Linked DNA regions of Anser cygnoides: regions 2 and 3 are each linked to region 1. A link is a contact called in public Hi-C data. All regions are on one chromosome and are shown on one strand. The core of a region is the stretch at or near the end of the contact, and the rest is flanking DNA. Distances in the headings are between cores, read along the strand shown.

Region 1 (4,349 bases), core at 809-3,308:
ATGTCAGTGCTGAACCTGATATTTGACTCAGTTCTCTGTCATGTGTCCTTTCACCAGCACCAGTAAACCTCAGAGAAGCACAGGCAGCTGAAGGTGATTCTGCAGGAAGAGGAGGCAGCACCTGCTCTGAAAGGCTAAACAGATGAAGCAGAATGGAGAAGTGAAAGAGTCCCCCCCGATCCCCCCAAATTATTGTTAGTCTAAGCTGTTCACATCTGATCTGCTGCTTCTCTCCCAGCCAGCAAAGACAGAAGTGCAGTTGCTGCCTGGGACACTGGTTATGAATAAACCATGTTATATCTGAGGCAATGCTGGAGAAAGACTTTGCCATTAAAAACCACCACCATTTACCTCAGTGACTCATCCCAGGTGTGGGTCCTTCCCTTCAGCTCTGCTCTCACATATAGAGGGGCAGACTGGGGAACTTGGCACTGGAGGCTTCCATGCAAGGGGAAGCAACGGCCAAGACTCCTCTAACAGCAGTTCAGGCTAGATCCTTTCTCTGTGTGGATGACCTGAAATTACAGGCAGTTCTTGCAGAGAAAAGCAGAACTATCGTGGGTCTCCGCAGTTCACTCGTATGTGAGCAGCACACTCCACTGAAACAGTATGTCATGTGTATTGACTCACTAATTCTCACAAAACCCTTATCAGATTGGTATTGTCTGTCCAGGAGAGGCTGTGCTGTTTTAAACTGTACAAAGGCTGTGGAAAGTTGGTTTTACACGAGACCGCAGGAAAGGATCTCTCCTCATGGTACTGCAACACAGTCACATCTAGGATGGAAAGCAATGACTTGCAAGCTGCAGGATTATCTGCTCCTTATTAAATCTTAACTGAACAGGACACCACAGAATTAGTAAACATAGTGTTATACTAGCATGACACAATAAACGTCCCTAGTGACAACAGATTTTTCATGAGCACTGTTGTGCAATAGACACAATGCATGCTGTATAGAAAGGTCTATGCTGATAGATGTCTTTCAAAAGAGAAGTTATCTGCTGCTCTGTGGCTGTCCAGAGGTATTTCCCTCATTCAGGGATGAAAGGCTGCCCAGCGCTTAGCCTCTAGAAGAGAAATGATGCACTACCTAGCTACACAAATTCACTGGGATACTCCTAAATTTTAAATTCAGTTGTCCACAGCTAAATGTAGTGTGGTTGGCAAAAAAAAGAACCTTGCTGTCATTGGCTAGGTCTGTCAAACTTTCTTTTCAAAAGCACACCGGCAACAGCGGCAAGGCTTGTATGGCAGCTCCAAAAGTCCTAGGGCAGTACCTTCCCTTACTTTTTGACATCACAGCTAAACCTGAAAGAACATCATTCTGAATTAGCCATGATAAATATAGCAGTTTAATCTATATACAAATAAGAGCCTTGTGCTGGATTATGGACAATCAAGCATTACAGAAGAGAAACTAAGTTCAGAGAAGAAAAGGGTGTTTATTACCTTCCAGGTCTATTGCACCAGCAACACTGCGTGCCTGATGATCTGACTTCTTTCTCCTTTTCTTCCAGTGGTTACTCTTTTTTTTTTTGTTGTTAGAACCAGCCTTGTAAGCACAGCAGTTCCCTTTAGGGGAAATAAATAAGTAAATAAAATAAAGAATTTAACTTACTCTATTGACTATTTTAAGCCTTTCATCAAAACATACATACATAAGCTTTCCCTAAGAATGGCACTGCACTTTCATTAAAAATGTGCCAGTACACTTCCTTATGTGAACAGAGTTCAAACACGTCAGCTTACGTATAGGAGGCAGGAAGGGTGGGGCCTGCCCCCTGCACTTGTGAGTGGTGCTGAGCAGCATGCTAGGCAAGGGACAAAGTCTATAGCTGCTTTGGGCTTGTGAATGAATACTATCTTTTTTTTTTTTCCTTCAAAACCCTCTTTTTTTTTTTTTTTTTGTCATGGTACGGGTTGAACCAAATAATCATTTTGATCCAGAAGAAGGTTTTTAAAGTGTTTTGAAATCAGTTGTACCTCTTCTTCTATAAATAGCCATCTACTATTCTATGTTTTTTCATATGCTGTTGACTATTTTTTTTTCCCGGAATCACATTAAACATTAATTAGATAAGATAGTTAAGGTTATTGCAACAAGTGACGCTGTACTGACCCTCATGGACTTTGCTTCTGTAGCTATTGTAACTACTATGGTCCAACATGGTGATTTAGTTACCTGTACAAATTACTACAAATTAATCTACAAGTCCATTTTAAGAGGGATTTTCACCATGCCAGTGATATTCCATTTTCAAAATAAGCTTGTAGATGAAGCTGCAAGCTAGGAGGGATTGGATGAATGGGAAAGAGCCTCATCCCACAGCCCGAGAGGGTGAACTCTTGAATCCAGTCTCATTTCAGTAGTGCCCAGTGCCAGGGGACAAGAGGCAGTGAGCACAAACTGGAAAACAGGAGGTTTCCTCTGAACATCAGGAGCCCTTCTGTGCTGTGTGGGTGACAGAGCACTGGCACAGGTTGCCCAGAGAGGTTGTGGAGTCTCCTCCTTGGAGATCTTCAGAAGCCACCAGGACATGGCCCTGGGCAGCCTGCTCTGGGTGGCCCTGCTGGAGCAGGGGCTGGGCCAGATGGCCTCCAGAGGGCCCTTCCCACCTCAGCCATTCTTAATTCTGTGATTTACCTGTGGAGGAGAGAGTTTCAGTGGGTACAGACTGGTTCCTGATACAGAAGATGTCTCTTCATGGATGTGCCTTAGTCTCCGAGTGTTGTAAGGAACACGCCTGTCTGCTGACTTTCCTGCAAAGTGAAGAATTTGCTCATTGAAACAGCAATATAAACAGCCAAATTTTGCATTTCCGGGGCGTAGTGACTTGGAGTTCACTTTGACTTTACAGGCTTATAGAAGATTTTTGTTCATGTTCGCTGAAGCTTTCCATTTCCTTCCTTCTTTACCAGGGCCAACTGACCTCTGAGCAGTAACAGCAGATGTAAAGCCTGTGTGTTATGGATTATTAACAATCTGTCATCCTGTGCACTGAAAAAGGTCAGTTTTCATTTTCTTTTTAAACATATCGTACCCCAATGCACAATATGCTTTCTTCAATACTAAGAGAAGGGTAAAAACAGCAGTATCTGAGGCCCAGAAAAGGAATGGGCAGCCTGCTGGAAGCAAGGAAAAGAACTAAACCAAAAACCCTTTTAAGGAGCTATTTTGAATTTTATAACACCAGGTAAAGTGAGAAGACAGAAAAAAAAAATAGTGTTGACTTGGCTCCATTTTATATATTCTGTTCCTATAGAAATTGTAGCTCTGTGGTACACCATGAGAGACAGAAAAAAAAATGACCATTTCTCCACTTGGCAATTTTGTTGACCCTGCAACCAGAGCTGGATGTATATTGAAGGGTAACTTCTGAAATATACTGGCAAAGCCAGACTTTGTGGTGTTGAGGCAGCATTGCTGCCCATGGAGCCATGACCTTGTCTGAAATATAGCTACTCACCCAGCCCATTGCTCCCATCAGTATCTGCAGTTTTTCACCTCAATCCCTGAGTGTCCCTATACCCTGAACAAGTAGCCATCCTGGTCATACTTTCAAACTGTTGTGGAATCAAAATACCTGGACTCTTTTAAATCCCTGGTGGTATTTAGGAGAGAGTGGGGTAGCCCATGTTATTAAATTGGTGGTCCTGGCTGCACACAGGAAAAGCAGTAGCTCATTTTCTGCCATGGCTGGAGCTCTGGATTTCTTAAGTCTCTGTATGGAGGGACCTGACTTTGTCCATTATGGAGCAATATTAGGAAGAGAGGTGTTTCTAAGCATGTTACAGCCAGCCTGAGCAGATGTGGGTGTATGGAAAGGTTCTGTCTGACCAGGGCTCCTCTTTTCACTCTTGCAGTATCTTTTCCAAACAAACGGAACTGAAAGCAGTCACAGAGGAGGCAAGATAAATGTAAAAGGGAAACTCTCATAGATGCAATGCAAAGCCGTTTTAATGTGTTTTAATTACTTCATTGTACTTCTCTGTTTTACTGCCACTGCTTTTTCTACCAGGAAAAAATATTTTTATTTTAATAGACTTTCCTGAAAGAGGAGAGAAGTGCAAACATTGTGAATAATGGCAGTATAATTCCCTGTTTTACAGGCAGTTCACATTTCGTTTTTCTTTCAGTTCTCAGTCCCTTCATGTTATTTCTTAATTTATGACTCAAACTAGGTTCTCTGTCTTGCTTGTATTATGGATCTTGTATTATTATTATTATTATTATTATTATTATTATTATTTGGATTCTTACCTTTTATGTTGCCTTCTATCTTGTGTCTTCTGCCCCCTTTTTAAATGTTTCATTTACCTTTGGATACCCAGCCAAGCACTTTACG
Region 2 (4,349 bases), core at 977-3,476, 190 kb before region 1:
GGAACCTGGGGCTGCCGTCCTCAGCACCCGCTTCGCCTCCCGTCCTCGGGGTCGTGGTGGCAGCGCCCCCGGCTCCACCGCCACCAGCTCCCCTTCGCCACCGACCTGAGGCGCCGGGCTCGCCCAGGCGGCTCTCGGCCTCCGCGCTCTGCTCCGCTCCCATGGCGCACAACCGCGCTGCGACAAGCCGAGCCGTGCCGTGCCGTGCCGTGCCGTGCCGTGCCGTGCCGTGCCGAGCCGTGCCGAGCCGTGCCGTGCCGAGCTCGGCCTCCTCCGCCCCTCCGCCCTGCAGCGCGGGAGCCGCACCGCGGCCGCCACTACCGCTCAGGCTTCCTGCCGCCTGCGCCTGGGTCAGGGCAGGCCCCGCCCGGCGCCACGGCCAGGCGGAGCTCCGCTTAAAGGCACCGGCAGGGCCGGGAGAAGGGCTGCCCGACTGCCCCGGGGACACGGCAGCGCCCGGGGGGGGGGCGATTTATCTCTGGAATGAGATAAAAACAGCCCAGACTGAAAGGTCACGGGTGATTCAGGTTAAGCAGAAAAGTAGAAAGGAGAAGGAAATGTACTTCAGACTCATTGCGTTCATATCTGACAATCAAACCGGCCACATGATTGTCTCTGACAGAAGATTTTCCAATAAACATAAAAAATGCTGGTATGTGCTAACTCCTGAACGAGTCCATTCTCCACTCATGTATGATGGCCAACATCTGTGAAAACTCTGCCCTGAACTCAGTTCAGCATTCTCTCTTCTGGTTGCTTTTACTTATTCCCACCAGGATTTAATTTAACACAAAAACAATCCTCCTATCTTGCGGGAACTGCACCTCACAACTGTTACTGAGATGGGGGCTATAGGAGAAAACCTCAATCCAGCACCAGTTCTTGCAGCTGCAGGCTGTGCCACATGGGTTTGTAACCTAACAATAGGCCGATCTTTTGACTACCTCAACAACTGCTTAATTCCTGCCAAAATAACAAATAGGTTCAAAGAAATGTAATTATTCCAGGAGGAAGAACAAACTATTGTTGGCACAATTAAGTAGAGAAAGTTGAGCTCTGAATCTGCAGTATTCACACTATGAGTGGCCTCAGTGGCACTTAAAGAAGAACTTGGAGTGTTCAGACATAAATTGTGTGATGTCTGTAAGGCTGCAACCTAACCAGTGCTTGCCATAAAGACATCTGATGTTAACCATCAGTCTCAGACAAATTTTAAAATTAGCTCCATTGGATCAGCACATTGAACTTTAGTTAGCTTCATTTACCACTTCTACTTAACAGAGTTCAAAATAGTTTGTGAAGTATACTTTCCAGCCGCTGTGTGAAAGTGTTTTCATTTATTACTGTAAAAGTGTGAATGTGCAGCATACTGACACCCCTGGAAAAGTTTAATTTACCTATCAACAATTGTACATGTCTGCCACATGAAGTCTTATAATTGGAAACACTATGACAATAAAAGTGTATTTTTAATGTGGCTGATGTGGTAGTGAATTCTTTATTTTGCCTCTAATGTGGACATAACACAAACCCTCTGTAGTAGTAGCAAAGTTAATGTATCTGAAACTACTCAGAGTGTACAGCTATATATATCTATGTTAGTGTATATATATATATATATGATGGTTGTGTGATGATGACACCTGCAGCGTGCCGCTTCAGCATGCAGTACCCATAGGAAAGGCACAGTCCCCTGTGCCTTGCTGCTGCCATTGGGAAATATGACTGGGTCCGGAGTCACACTCTTACACTATCCGAGAGTGGCTTACAATGACTAATTTGGGAACTAAGTATATATTTAGTGAATGTGAGTGTGAATACCCACAAACATATGTATACATATACCTGCAGTTGTTCCTATCTGCATCCAGGTGTTTAGTCCTATAGGACTCGTTGTTTTCATTATTTTACTCTAACCATTGCAGTGTAAAGTAATCTGTCCTTCGGTATCTCTTCATGTAATGGACCACCCCTAAGAAGGACATTTACTTTAGTTGCAGAAATAACTATGTTATTCTAAGTATGATGCAGGACGAGATAGCTGAAAAAGAAGGACTATATCGTACTGCCCCTTTGCCGCGTTCCTTACCCTCCGGGCCACTTAACTAACACTGCCCTAAACTAACTACCTAGCTACCTAAAAATAAAAGGAGGAGCTGAAAATATCCAAAGGAAAAGCATTAGCTAGGCAAGATGGGGCGGGGGGAAAGGCGGCGGCCCCGGGCCGGCCCTCGTCCCTCCTCCCGGCCGTGGGACCCTGTGGGGCGGCCATGTCGGCGGGCATCGGCCTCCGGCTCCGGATCCTGCTTCTCGCCTGCCTGGCGCCCCGGCCGGCCCTCGGCCAGGGCTGCTCGGCGGAAAAAGAGGAGAACGCCATCGTCGACATCAGCTTCGCCCTCCCCGCAGGCATCAGGGGAGCGGAGCCGGTATATGCTTCGGCTCCGGAGGCGTGTATGAGGGCTTGCTGCCTGGGAAAAGGGCTGCCAGGTAAGGGACCCCCTCTGCCTTTCTCTGTTACTGCTTGTGAGCACCTAGGGAATTACTTTGCTGTCCTGCCTGGCTTCATGTGATACCAGATTGTTGATACCAGAGTGTTCAGGAAAATAACTGCGGTACAGAAATGGAGGTCGTTTTACATGCTGCAACCACACAGGCTCCCAAAAGCCAAGAGGCATCATCTCAATTCAGCAGACACTCTGCGAAGTAACCATCAGTTTGTGCTACGTTCATTATAGCCAAAAATGAGAGTGCTTATGCTCCTCTGAAACTTTTTTTTTTTTTTCATCAGGCTTTTAGAGTGGTATGAGGCACAGCAGCAAGTAGAAAAGAAGCCAGTTAAAAGTGCCCCCTAATAGGATGGGAACGGTGTATATCCACAGGTATACTGAGGAGGTTTTCAGATTTATCATGATTTGTAAGCAAAATCTTGTTACGTAAAGTGGTGCCAACGTGGTATGTGTGAAGGGAGAATGAGAGATTAGACTAATTATTTCCTCATGTTCATCTGTACAGGAAGAGGAAGGTGTGACGTTTCACATGTTGGCCTTTGGCCATTCTTTTGCAGTCTTGAGTTGTTTTTCTTGTAGGAATGTTATATGTTGTAGTTTTCCTTTAGGAATGTTACATGTTAGTGGTTTTCCTCTTCAACACATGAGGAAAACATAATTTAACTAACTGAACTTATTATTAAATGCTATAAAGATTTCTTGCTGCTGAAATATGTATATATTGTTTTGCAGGAGACAAGAAGTGTAACTTCATGATTTTTGATGCTCGAGGGACAGGGACACATCCAAACTGCTACCTGTTTTACTGCCCAAGCACAGAGGCCTGTCCAATGAAACCTGCAGCAGGATTTGTTAGCTACAAGATAGCTCGAGGTAAATAATAGGAAAAGACACTGCTCCCCACACTAGATCACCTTTGCCTCTGTCTTTTCAGTAGTGACTGGGTAATGTTTGGGGGTTGCGTTTTTAGTAAAATTTTTTAAACGAAGCATTCTAATTTTACAACGTCATTCTTTGCTCTGTGGGAGATGGATAGGCAAGTGTTTGGTGAGCACCTGCGTGAGCTCAGCTTCCTGGCTGGAATAACAACCCAACCATTATGAAATTCCTTCACATTAGGTTCAGAATTCTTCATAGTTCTCCTTTGCTTAAAACAAAAATGCTTCTTCCATCTTGATGTATTCTAGTCAAGGACAATTTCCTGTACATAATACTGAAGAGTATTGCTGAAAGCAATAGAAATATGATGCCCTTGTAGCCGTCTGTGTATTCAAAGGATTCAGGCAACGCTGATGAGTACCATATAGATACAAGCAGAAACAGCAAGCAAATATTAGGCAAGCCTCAGAGCACCACTGTGATGTTAGCGAGTAATTGGGGGTAGTAATCATTATTTTCTCTTTTCAGTTAGGGAACCTGAAGCACAGATGCAAACTGACTAAACTCAAAGCTTCATGGCATGTGGGCTGCACACTCACAAATTTCTCATTATCTGTCATGTGCTGTGGGATTTTTAATAGCAAGTCTTACTTGTTGACTGGCATTGACTTGCACCAGACCAGTCTGAACAGCTCAGATAAGAAGCAGCTCAGATAAGAAGCTGATAATTAGATGGTCCTCCTGCCAAGAGTTCACAAGGTGGTTTCAGTGTGGCTTCTTGAGAGAGCAGAAATTTTGTATTGCAAGAGTCTGAACTTTTACTGAAAAAGAGAACTTTTCCACAAGAAACTATAAAGGGAGCAACAGCAGGATATGTAAAAAGATTATTCACATAATATTACCAAATACTTTTGTGTGGGCACAGTCACACTGGAACTGGGCAAAAGTGGTGTGCAACAGATG
Region 3 (4,349 bases), core at 1,273-3,772, 170 kb before region 1:
AGCTTTTGCTCATTAGAGACTTTAGTCCCAGTCCTACAAAGGATCCCACTGACTTCCCTGGAACCCAGGGCACCGTTCAAAGATGCAGAGACCTCGGCTGTTGCTACTGGTTCCAGGAGCCCCAGCTGCTGCTCCTTGCTGTCCTCTGTGCCTGACAGAACTGCTTGTGAGGCCGCATTAGGAACCAAAACAGGGAAATAACCTGAGCATAAAGAAACCTATGTGAAAGCTTTGGTATCACTGAATCACCATCCAAGTCTGGGGGGAAGGCTGTGTAGACTTCTCAACAGTGGAAGCCTTTGATGGGATTCAAACCAGCAAACGAAGATTTCTGTTCATAAGGTCAATAAAAATGATCGTACCCAACAAGACGAGCTTCTCGCTCCAACAGAAGAAACATTCCCTCTCTACTCTCATTTACTTCATTCTGACTTTAAACTCATATAAGCAGCATAATCATTTCAGAGAAACCCCGCCTATCAGAGGCTTTTCTCTGTGTTTTCTCTTCTTGCCTCCTCTTTGTAAAAATTGCTATGACTGAGTTAAATCTATGTGTATGAACTAGAATCAAAGCCAAGAAGCAGTTAGAACAGAGGTTTGGTCTTGAATCCAAAGCATTGAATAGAAAATGGGTTTAAAAAAAGCTACCTAGGCTTGAGTAGAGAGATGAGGACTGTCTCTAGGAAGGGTGTGGAGAAAAGGGATAGGCAGAGGCAAGTGAAGCCACTAATCATTAAATGACTTAGAGGAAATCCTATCAGGAAAGGAAAAGGCTTGAATTATAGGAAAACGGTGAAATGCACCAGCATAAGGGGTGACAGCATATAATGTCTGAAAGCTAAAAATAAAACCAGCCAGCTTGGACTGCAGGGAAGATGTTAGAGCAAATAGGCAGGGGATCAGGCTCCCAAGGGAGACAGTCGAGACACCAGCGTGTTTCCAGCCAAAAAATGATAAGATGCTAGGGGAACAGCATGTAGAGAAATGTGTTGTGTGATTCAGAGGTTCAGGCTTGAGGTTTTCCTCAGCTGTGCATTACATTATTAAGATATGAAGAATTCACGATAGACTCACAATACTCCAGAAGAGGTTAATCACTGATCATACAAAATTATGAGCATGTACCATAAGGAAAAAAAAAATCCTCCTTTTATTTCTCTCTGATTCTAATCAGTGAAAATAAATTGAATGTTGTGCTCCTTCTGACTGTCCCTGCAAAGCTGGTTGTGATGACACGGGGAAGATGAGGTTTATCTACTTTCTGGTACATTTGCTCAGGGGAAGCCCTTGCCCTCCACCATCCACGTGGATCTTGCTTGAGCTTGCTTATCTCCCCGGCTGACATGGCAGTAAAAGGGGAGGCTATTTCATCCGGGAGAGGGTCAAGGACAACGTTTGGTAATGCAGACCTGCCCCTAGGCAGGTATTGCTTTTGAGTTGTTAAAAAAAAAAAAAAAAAAAAAGTAAACAACCTTGAAGGTTGGATATATATTTCTTTATGTAAAAAGTTTTGACTGCTTTTTTTTTTTTTTTTTTTTTTTTTTTTCCCCCTAGTAAAAGCTGAAAGTCTGATATTATCACATGACTGCAGGAGCCTGATGTTAGAGTCAGTCTACGATGCCTGGGCTTTTAATCTGGCCCAGATGTTATCTCCTACTGTAATCATAAGAAAAGCTACGAAAATACATGTTCAACAGATACGAAATTAAAAGTTAAACATTTCCATAAGTTTCTAATAACCTTGAGAACAATACAGACTTCTGGGGGCAAGGACTTCAAATTTTGCTTCAAGTCATTCTGCCTCACAGCATCACCCCAGCAAAGGGCTGCAACAGGCTGGGAGGGAGCCGTGCACATTCAGACTTGGGTTTTCCTTGCAGAAAGTGGGTTTTCCTTGGAGAAACCTCCCCGAAGCAGGTCTGGAAAACCGGAGGAAACTGTGTTTCCTTGGAAAACTCCTGAAGCAGGTTCAGGAAAACGGGTTAGGGGAGGAAAAAACGGGAGGAAATTCAAGGAAGCTGCGATTGTTTCCCGTGGCGCACAAGGCAGGAGAGGGACGCCTTTTTGCAAGCGGGGCTGTGTGGCCACGTCCCGCAGTTTGCGGTGCGCTCGCTGCTCGTTTCGCTAAGAAACGGGCGTGCGGGAGGGGGCAGCAGGAGAGGGACGGCCTTCACCTGGAGGAGGAGGAGGAGGAGCTGCCGCCTTTGTGCCGCCGCTCCGTGCCCGAAAGTAGTCCCGTCCCTGCCGGGCCGGCGTCTCTCCGAGCCGCGCTGCTCCCTAAAAACGGCGTGGAGGGAGAGAAAAGGCGGGGAGCCCCACGCGTGCGGTAGCCCCGCAGGAATTTGGGCCGACCCCCTCTGCCCCCCGCGGGCACGGAGGGCCCCGCCGCGGCCGTGTGCGTGCGCTGGGGGGGAGCGAGCGGGCAGTGGGCGGCGCTGGCATCCCTCCCTCTCTCCCTCCATCCCATCCGTCCGTCCGTCCCTCCCTCCTTCTGTCCCTCCTTCCGTCCGTCCCTCCTTCCAGCCGTCCCTCCCTCCGTGCCCGGGGAGGCGGGCGCTGCTCGGGGAGCGGGGCGCGGCGGCCGGGGGAGGAGGAAGAGGAGGAGGAGGAGGAGGAGGAGGAGGAGGAGGCTGTATCCCTGCGCCTGTGCGCGCCCGGAGGAGCCGCGGGGAGCGCTCGGGCTCGGGCTCGGGGGGTGGATGGCGAACGGCCGCGGCCAGGCGGCGGCCGGCATGGGGGAGAGCGGCGGCGCGGCGGGGCGAGCGGCCTGCTAGGGGGTGCCTCGCTGCCCCGGCCTTCCTCCTTCTCTTCTTCCTCCTCCTCCTCCTCCTCTCCCCGCCGGCCGGGAAGCATGAACGGGCAGCGGGGGTGCTGCTCCTCGCCGCCGCCCCGCCGGTGAGAGCGCGGAGCGAGGGAAGATGGGGGCCGTCCTGCGCAGCCTGCTTGCCTGCAGTTTTTGTTCCCTGATGAGAGGTGAGCGGGGAGGCGGGAGGAGGAGGAGGAGGAGGAGGCAGGGGAAAAGTTGACGGCTGTGCTGCGAGGGGCCATGTTTGCCCGTGCGGGAGGGGAGCGGCCTGGCGGGGCCCGCTGCGGGGGCAGTGCTCCGCACCCCTCCCGGCATTGTTGTCTCCTCTAACTTAAAATAAAATAAAAATAAATTAAAATAAAATAAACAAAAAACCGCAAATGTCACGCCAGCATCGCCGCGCCGGCCGCAGGAGAAATGATTTTCCTCCTGTCGCTGCCGGGACCCCGGAGAAGTTTGCTGGGTCGCGATCAACGCTCGCGGGGCTGCGCAGAGGCCCCCGAGTAGCTCCGGGGGGTGTCACTGGGGGCACCCCGGGAAATCGTTGTTCCACCCCCCCTCTCCAAGGCGGTTTCTTGGTCTGTGGGATTTCGTGGGGAGACAGCCGAGGCGCCCTTGGAGAACGCGCTGAACTCAGCGACAGGGTCCGTGCTGGCTCCTGCTGGGGAGAAGTCACCTGTGGTGGTTGCATCCATCCTCTTGCCCTTATGTTTTTCCCTAGATGAGGGAAGAGGTTAACTGCTAATAGTTAGTCAACTGCACTTTAATGTCGAAAATTAGTCTGTCATCGACATCCGTGAGTTTCGATAAAAGCCAGAGTAAAGGTGGCTTAGGCTGAAGGAACTGCTCAGTAGCCAGTTGCTCGGCACTCTGGAAAACAAAAATTTTCCACTCCTCCATACCCCCCCCCCCTTTTTTTTTTCTTCTATGCATCTGTTTGCCATATTGTATCCTGTTTGTGAAGATACAAGTATACTTATTTAAATGGACTGCGTCACATTTTGTATTCCTATTGTGGCAGCGAAACCTCAATTTTCAAAAGTAAAGTTGGATACAGAGCATGGAGAGGAATTGTTTCCTGATTAGTTCATTTTATTATGTCACGATCATACCTGGTCCTAATAAACCATTCGTTTGGCTCTCACTTGCCATTTAACGCAGTCCAAATGACAGCATAGAAATCATTGGGATGCATATTGTCACGCAGTATCAGCATGGTCACAGTCACTTCTTCAAATTAATCTCAAGCTAGTGATGTCCTACCGAAGTTTTTTGCATACCTGATGATGCTTAAGAAGAAACTTTGAAGAAACATTCAGTTTATAAACCGTTTAGGCTGTTATCTCTTCTCCTCTCTCACCTTTGTCAATTGCCAAGGACACTTGTATCCAAACGGCACTTCTCTTTCTTCTGTGTTCATGTGTTCCTGTTGTTTGATTACCTCCCTGGAGTCATAATCTTCTATTTGTGGCATAATATTAATTCCCTGATTGTTATTATTACTTTATGTAGATATAAACAACAGGAACAGATGAACTCTGAA

What was found. Hi-C and Micro-C count contacts between places; a contact is called where the count stands out from the background.
Region 2: a Hi-C map of liver shows a contact between it and region 1, with 2.4 times the contacts expected there. The contact joins the promoter of MANSC1 here to the promoter of BCL2L14 in region 1. A contact is called at or near these places in 2 of 7 Hi-C or Micro-C datasets (both in liver).
Region 3: a Hi-C map of liver shows a contact between it and region 1, with 3 times the contacts expected there. The contact joins the promoter of BORCS5 here to the promoter of BCL2L14 in region 1. A contact is called at or near these places in 3 of 7 Hi-C or Micro-C datasets (fetal liver and liver).

What each region holds. Positions count from the first base shown.
Region 1 is chr1:72,422,985-72,427,333 of Taihu_goose_T2T_genome, forward strand. It overlaps BCL2L14 (BCL2 like 14), which reads right to left and starts at 2,059. Exons shown (of 7, transcript XM_048053654.2): 1 at 1,453-2,059.
Region 2 is chr1:72,234,416-72,238,764 of Taihu_goose_T2T_genome, forward strand. It overlaps MANSC1 (MANSC domain containing 1), which reads left to right and starts at 2,227. Exons shown (of 4, transcript XR_010832533.1): 1 at 2,227-2,487; 2 at 3,240-3,380. The region is part of intron 2 of BORCS5 (BLOC-1 related complex subunit 5); the gene reads right to left.
Region 3 is chr1:72,257,229-72,261,577 of Taihu_goose_T2T_genome, forward strand. BORCS5 (BLOC-1 related complex subunit 5) reads right to left here and starts at 2,523. Exons shown (of 5, transcript XM_013172846.3): 1 at 2,175-2,523. The coding sequence starts at 2,467. It overlaps LRP6 (LDL receptor related protein 6), which reads left to right and starts at 2,635. Exons shown (of 23, transcript XM_013172840.3): 1 at 2,635-2,973. The coding sequence starts at 2,919.